Linked DNA regions of Sus scrofa: region 2 is linked to region 1. Evidence: chromatin contacts called from public Hi-C data. All regions are on one chromosome and are shown on one strand. The core of a region is the stretch at or near the end of the contact, and the rest is flanking DNA. Distances in the headings are between cores, read along the strand shown. Region 1 holds the start of LOC100517166 (transmembrane protein 14C). Region 2 holds the start of NEDD9 (enhancer of filamentation 1).

Region 1 (3,604 bases), core at 238-2,737:
TAGTGGCAGAGCTGGGCTCGAACCCAGGTTCTAGGTACATGTCTGTCTTCCCAGACCCCAGGCTGCCCGGCAGCCTCAGCTCAGCATCCTTTTCAGAGGAGGGAAGAAACTCTGGCTTTGAGACGCTCTAGACGATTCCACCCCCCTTCACTGTGCACTTACAGTGGGCCGGAATCCTTCTGCATTGTTCTCTTCCACTCCGTACAGACAGAAGATTAGATCAGGCCTGCACCTGCCGAGGAGGGGCTGGATCAGCGGTGGTTAAAACCCAGCTCTTTCTGGCAGTCAGAAAGCAGTGGGTCCAACTTCAGCTCTGGTCCTTGGGAGCTAAGAACTAATGGGTGAGCTACCCAGCCTCTCAATGCCTCCTTCCCTCACCTACCAAGAGGGTAACAACGGTACACATTTCCTAGGGCTACTGCGGGCATCGAACGGGATAATATGGAAAAGTGCTTTGCACATAATAATTGCTGAACAGATACCAACCATTCTAGTAATAACCTCAATTCTAATGACACGCCCACAGGAAATTGCACTGACCAGTTCTGCACCATTAATGAACTAACCTTCTCTTTATTTAACCAAGTTACAACTAAATCAGAAAATAAATGCCTCCTGTGGGCTTAATTCAAGGATTTTAATTGCCCCTTCTGGGCGGAAGAGGCCCCTGCCCAAAGAATTGAATTATTTCAATACTCAACATTTTAAAAACTTTCAAATTGACAGAACACTGTAAACCAGCTATGATGGAAACAATAAAAATAAAAATCATTTTAAAATTCAAAAATATAAAACTTTCAGATAGTTATTTAATTTTACAGCACTCATAGTTTACTGATAGAGCAGGAGCGAGGTGGGCGGATAAAATGTGCAAAAGTCCAAGGCATAATTACGTAGAACACCACTCCTGTGGCAAAGCGGGATGTAACTCCTACTTTCTTCAATGCATTTGGTACCCAACGAGGCTAAGCTTGAAAGCCATACATACCACTTGTTTAAACTATTAAGTGTCTATAAAAGGGGGGAGGACTTGCAATCGTACTAGTCATTAATTCGACGTAGCACTGAGTCATCGAGATTGTTAAGGAGATGGACCAATGAGATCTCCAGGAAAAGAATCAGCTCTGCGCTACAACGGTCAACATTTGCCTCAAGGGCTCAGGGTTTCCGCAGGATTCACAACCCACTTTAAGGAAAGCAGAAAATGAGCGACTAGACCAGCAACTACCACGCAGCCTCAAGTCCCTGCCTGGATCCTGGGGATGAAGGGCAGAGGCAGCCAAGGCCCTCGCGTAATTTCTCAAGGTCAAAACAGGTGTCAAATGTTAATAATTCCGAACACGAACCTACTTCCCGAAGGTCTGCACCGGAGGACGAGAACGCAGAACCGTGAGTCCCCGACCTGCGGTCCTGCAGGAAATATCGCGGCGCGTCCTCTACGTCTCAGGGGCGGGGCCAGGGGGAGGAGTCGCCGAGCGCACCCAGCGTCTCGGGGGCGGGGCGAGGCGTGGGGCGGGGCTAGAGGTCCGGAGCCGCGGCGGGATCCAGCGTCGGCGGGGCGGGGCGGGGCGGGGCGGGGCGGGGCGGGGCGGGGGGGGGGGCGGGGCGGGGCGGGGCTAGAGGTCCGGAGCGTCGGCGGGGCGGGGCGGCGGGGCGGGGCGGGGCGGGGCGGGGCGGGGCGGGGCGGGGCGGGGCTTACAGTGGGCACGTATTGTGCGTCTTAGGGGCGGAGAGTGGCAGAGCAGATCCAGTGTCCCCCGGCAGAGGGCCCGGTCATGCCCGTTCAAAGCCGGAAACCCAGAGTTGGAGTCTGGTCTTGCGAGAGGCCTTGCGAACTGGGCCAGGCTCCCGGTGGGGGTTGCCACTGTGGAAGAAGGGCATCGGAGGCTGGTTTCTGAAGGACTGCATTAACGGAGGACCTTTACCAGAGGTGTAAAACCAGATGCAGGAGGCCATCAGAAAGGAATGTCACTCTAGCCGGATTAAGTTGTTTGCCATTATGGGAAGACACCTCCTATAGAAGATACGGTGGCCACAGGCTAAACACTGTGGCTCACTTCAGTGTTTGATTTAGGGAATCCATCTACTTGAAAAACATCTTAAAGGAGTTCCCTTTGTGGCTTAGCGGGTTAAGAACCCCACGAGTATCCATGAGGATTCAGGTTCCATCCTGCTGGCACAGCTCAGTGGGTTAAGGATCCAGCGTGGCTGTGGTGCGGGCTGGCAGCTGCAGCTTGGATTTGACCCCTAGCCTGGGAATTTCCACATGCAAGCAGGCGTAGCCCTAAAAAGAGAAAACAGTTTCGGTTGTGGCTCAGTGGAAACAAATCTGACTAGTAACCATGAAGTTGTAGGTTCAATCCCTGACCTCGCTCAGTGGGTTAAGGATCTTGAGTTGCCGTGAGCTGGGGTGTAGGTTGCAGAAGCAGCTCAGATCCTGTGACTGTGGCATAGGCCAGAGGCTACAGCTCTGATTCCACCCCTAGCCTGGGAACCTCCACATGCCACGGTTGCAGCCCCGAAAAGCTAAAAAAAAAAAAAAAAAAAAAAAAAGAAAAAGAAAAAGAAAGAAAAAAGAAAAAATACATCTCAAAAGGGAACAGTGAATGAGTTAAGTTTGCAAATGATAGGGACAGAGTAAAGGGACAAAGTACGTGATTAAATAGTTAATCTCACTAGGGAATTGTAAGTAGAGAAAAAGTATGGGAGACCCTGGAAGTTAATCATCACTCAAGCAAGCAGGCTTGCTGAGCAACAAATCCACACAACAGAAATGTGAGCTGTGCCCCCAAACAAGAAAACAATGGTGGAATGAGACCCACTTCCTGCCCAGCGAAGTTAGTAAGTTAATGATTCCTAGGACATGCTTCTCTGCACACACTAAATGCAAAAACATAGGAAAAGATGACATTACACTGAAACTTGAAATGATTTACCACATTTAATGTTACCAACCTTTTTGCTCACCCCCACTGTGTGATGACAGTCCAATTTGACCATGTAGGGACAAAAAAGCTCTCCTGCCCAACATAGAGAAGGAGCTGATGATGGAAGTTTGACATCTACTCAAGAATGAGAAAGAAAATTGTCTTCTCCTCTCCCCACTTTTCCTTTGATTATAAAACTGTGACCCACTAAGTTCTTGGGGCACCATACTCCCTTGCCTGCCTGCTTGTATTTCTCACAAGTGTCCTAGACTAATAAGCTCTTTCCTTACCTGTCACTCTGTCTCTCAGGGAATTCCTTCTGTGCGGAGCCAGAAGAACTTCCACTTTCCTAAGTCCCGAGATGCATTCTGCACAAGTACCTCTGCAATGCCCTCGTGTCCACGCTTCATCTCCACTCCCACTCCAGACCTGCTGCTCTTCCCAGCGTTTCCCCCACCACCATTCACTCAATTGCTGTAACCCTGAAATTTGGGTGTCACCCTTGAGGTCTCTCTTTCATCCCCTATGAGTATCAACAAGAATCAATCTTCTAGATGCAGTCTTGAGTGAAAAAGCAAATTACATTGCTCTGTCCACTGAAGAAAAGTATACACAATGAGAAAGTTGGGAGGTGAGTTTTATTAGGGGCAAAAAAGAGGACTAGAGCCCGGGAGGCA
Region 2 (3,870 bases), core at 1,012-3,511, 630 kb before region 1:
AATAACCACGGATTAAAAGTGAGGATACCATAAATCAGTGCAGAATCCAAGTTAATTTCATAGTTTCCACATCCAAGGCAACCAGCATCTTTAAAGTCAACTTGGTGGTACATAATCTCCCCAGTTTTCCTCTATGAATATCTGAATTTCATATAATACCAGAATTTATAATATGTCATATCCTATCAAGATAGATTATGCTTGTAAAATACACTTCATAGTCTTAACCAGTTTGACATAATGCATTTTGAAATACTAAAGTTCTATCAAAATTTGCTGTCCTATACGTCTTTTTAAGGTTTTAGGTTTTTTGTTTGTTTTTCACTGAGAAGCAGGCACTGAGAAGTCATCAAATTTCAATTGAAATCACTTTCTTGTAGACACTAATATTTAGAGAGTATTTTTTAAATTCAGAACTCTGGATAATCTAAGCATAATACAAGAATCTCTGCATGAATCAAACCAGAAATTTCTTCACAAAGCGGACCTACAAATTTGATTAAAAGGTATGAGTATTATTGCTCACTTCTACAACTAGAAAATGACGCTAATTATTATAATGTAGTTAAGTCTAATTTCCTCCTGATAGCCTTGACATATGAAGAGGAATACACAAAATTATCAAATGTCACAGAAGCAGCGGCTTAGAGGCCAGAGGGAGAGAGACAGACAAAAGGAAAGAGGAGAGGGGGGAGATACATGGTTAAAGCAAAAAGTGCTCAGAATGCACTAGACCTGGGTCCAGCCTGTGACCTACTATAATGAGTCATTGATACCATCAAAAAAAAAATTTTAACAGTTGACGGAAACTGATCGTTGTGAGCAGGGAATTTAAGTCCTACATTCGATTTAAAATTTGCCAGAAAGAAAAAGAGCTAAACCAGAAAAAGATCGAAAGAGCAAGAAGTGGGGTGTGTGCGTTGGGGTGGAGGGATAATTGAAGGCTAACAGTACTCAAGTCTCAGCACTAACTCAATTCTGTGCGTACTACGGAGGCATGGGGGTCGCGGACCCTCCCCATGCAGGGAGCGGAGGCGGCCGTCGTGGATTCTCCCCCGGGAACTCTAGAGCCTCCGGGGGGGAAAGGGGGACCCTGGTTGGCGCCCCCGGAACAGCCGGATCCAATTAACAACATCCTCGCCAGGGGTCGGCACCGCGAACTGCCTAGCGAGCTCACGGGGGTGGGGCGGCGAGGAGCACTTCCCCTCCACCGGAGGGAGAACAGAGGCGAGGGGCGGCACCGCATCCCGGTCCCCATCCCGGGCGCATCAATTACCCGTGAGGTTCCTCAGCACCGTCCCGTGGGCCCAGAGGCTCAGGACCTGCTGCACCGACAGGTTGATCATGGAGTGGTCGCCCCCCTCCGCCTTCATCTTCCCCGAAGGGCGCCCGCCGCCCTCTCCTCGGGCACCGGGCGGCGGCGGCGGCGGCTGCGAGGCTACGGGGGCGGCGGCGTGTGCGCGGCTCCTCCAGGCCGCCGCCGCCGGGGGAGGCTTCGGGGCTCCGGGCTGGGCGCTGCTGCTGCCGCCGATGGGCCTCCGGAGGGGGGTCGCTCAGCGCGTCTCCCAGGCAGCCCCCTCCCCGCCGGGGAGACATTGAGGACGGCGGACGGGGGAGGGGAGGGGGCCGGGCGCTCTCCCGGCGCGGCCTCCGAGCGAGGACTCGGGGCGGTGGAGGCCGCTGTCGCTCCCTCTCAGGGGCAGCACGGCGCCGCGGGGGCCAGTCTGGTGAAGAGGCCGAGGTCACGCCGGGAGGCCCGGGGTGATGGGCAGTCGGCAGGTGCAGCCCCCGATGGAGCCCCGCTCATCACCACCAGAGCAAGAGAAGATCCGGGACTCCGAGAAGACTGCGGCGGCGGCGGCGGCGGCCGCGGGGGCACCTGCCGCCAGCCTGCCCACCCTCCGACCGCCGACACTCGAGGAACCGCCCCCTCCACCCGCGGCCGCCAGCGGGCCGCTCGTGCGCGCGCGCACGGGCCCCCACTTCCCCCTCCCTCCCCGGGGCCGCTGCGCATGCTCACTCTCCCCCTTCCCCTCCCGCGACCCGTCGCCCTCCGACAGCCGGCCGGCTTCAGAGCCCTCCTCCTCCCCCTCCTCCTCCCCGTCCTGGCGCGCGCGAGCTCGCGTGGCTGCTGGTGCCGAGCGTCGGCCCGCAGTGGGGCGGAGGGAAGCTCGGCCTACGTCACTAGCGCCACCGCCGGGCCTCGCTGCTGATTGGGTGCTCCAAGGGAACCACCTCCACGCCCTCCCTCCTGCCCCGCCCCCAGCCCCGGGCGCGCGCCCTGGGAGCGCTGGGAGCGCTGGGTGCGCCCGTGCTGCGCGCTGCTGAAACTCCAGGCTGAGCGGCAGCCCTGACGCAACGAGTTAGCAAAGTCCGTCAGCTGGTTTCTGTGACAGTTCGCATCTTTGGCTCCGAACGAAATCCTTTGGATAAAGAGGTTTGAGTACAACTTTTTTCGAAAGTGAAATTTAAACCCAACGTTTTAGGCTTATCAGTTTGCGAGCTGTTGAGGTTTTTTCGGGTTTTGTTTTGGGTTTTTTTTTTTTTTTTTTTTTTTTTTTTTGAGTCAGGAGCCCTGGGTAGGATAGGTCACTACTTGTGAAAGCCATTAACAGAAACAGACCAGGTCCATCCTTCGTCCAGTCCTTCCCACACCAGGAACTTGGGCCTCGAGTGGTTCCAGCATCTGAAATTACCTGTAGACACACGGCTGGGCAGGTGTCCTACACCCCAGTGCCATCCCGGGTCTGTCTCTTTTTATCAAAATGTAAAAGTCTCCGTTATTTCTTTTCCTCCCTCCAACGTAAACTAGGTCTCGTCCCATGGTTTTTGCTCCCTTTCTTCATGTCCACCGTTAGCCCGACGAGCTGTCCAAAATACTGCAACTCCTTGACATTTGGAACCTTTTATCTTAAAAAAATAAGACTGCAAGTCCTGGTAATAACAAAATATGCACTGGTCAGCCCCCGCCCCTCACCCCCGTCCTTTTTCAATCCCTTTACCATCTGAAAAGAAAGTCTACAAAGGGTGCTGAAGTTCCTGCTGTAGCGAAATCATCAGCTACATTTGGCAAAACGTAGAAGGGTTGAATCACTTGTAAAACGGTGTTCTTGGCGACGACTTTAAAAAGAATTATATATACGCATTTATACATGTGTGTATTTACATATGTATGTATGTGTCGACTGAAAAAAAAAAAACGTGCAGTGGAAGTGTCCTGAGTTAAGTTTTATTAGGGGCAAAAAGGAGGACTAGAGCCCGGGAGGCAGCCTCTGGGATGGCTCTGAGGAACTGCTCCCAAGAGGTGAGGGGGGAGGCCAGCATCTCTGTGATTTTGCTGGAGGGGCTGCATGGGCTCAGGCGCATGTTTGGGCAGAGGGTTACTGCTTGGTCACAAGATTGCTGCTGGTCAGGAGGAGCAGCTGTCTTTGTTAATTATTTTAGTGCTTTTCTAGATGGAAGATGCAAGAGGCTGGGGGGGAGGGTCATAAAATCTCCTAAAAATATCTAACTATCCGAGGGCCTGTTCTGCCAGTTTATTCCCAAAGGACAGAGTGCCTCATTCCTTATCTCCACCCAGAACTTCTTGCAGGGCGTGTGGAAGGTCAGCGGCTGCGGTGGCTGGTGATTTCGTTTCTTACAGAACCAGATGGCAAGAGATGTTTTTTTCATTGGCACATGTATTGTCTGTTTGATGTCACAGCACAAGAGAAAAAGGGAAATTTTGCATCATTCATAGGAACGGAGCCAAAACTCGAAATGTGGTGGTGTTTATGTTCTTCTGAGGATTTAGAACTAATCAGATCTTAATTTAAGATTGTAAAATATCGGACTTAGAAGAGGCTTTACTGTTTTTCTACTTCATAGTAT

What was found. Hi-C and Micro-C count contacts between places; a contact is called where the count stands out from the background.
Region 2: a Hi-C map of retroperitoneal adipose tissue shows a contact between it and region 1, with 10 times the contacts expected there. The contact joins the promoter of NEDD9 here to the promoter of LOC100517166 in region 1. A contact is called at or near these places in 10 of 47 Hi-C or Micro-C datasets (embryonic fibroblasts, fetal liver, heart right ventricle and 5 more) and 1 of 2 datasets of contacts at active chromatin or transcription factors (alveolar macrophages).

The regions. Positions count from the first base shown.
Region 1 is chr7:7,460,070-7,463,673 of Sscrofa11.1, reverse strand. LOC100517166 (transmembrane protein 14C) reads right to left here and starts at 1,487. Exons shown (of 7, transcript XM_021100171.1): 1 at 1,347-1,487; 2 at 163-232. The coding sequence starts at 185.
Region 2 is chr7:8,091,944-8,095,813 of Sscrofa11.1, reverse strand. It overlaps NEDD9 (enhancer of filamentation 1), which reads left to right and starts at 2,261. Exons shown (of 9, transcript XM_021100184.1): 1 at 2,261-2,437. It overlaps TMEM170B (transmembrane protein 170B), which reads right to left and starts at 1,461. Exons shown (of 3, transcript XM_003482132.4): 1 at 1,277-1,461. The coding sequence starts at 1,373.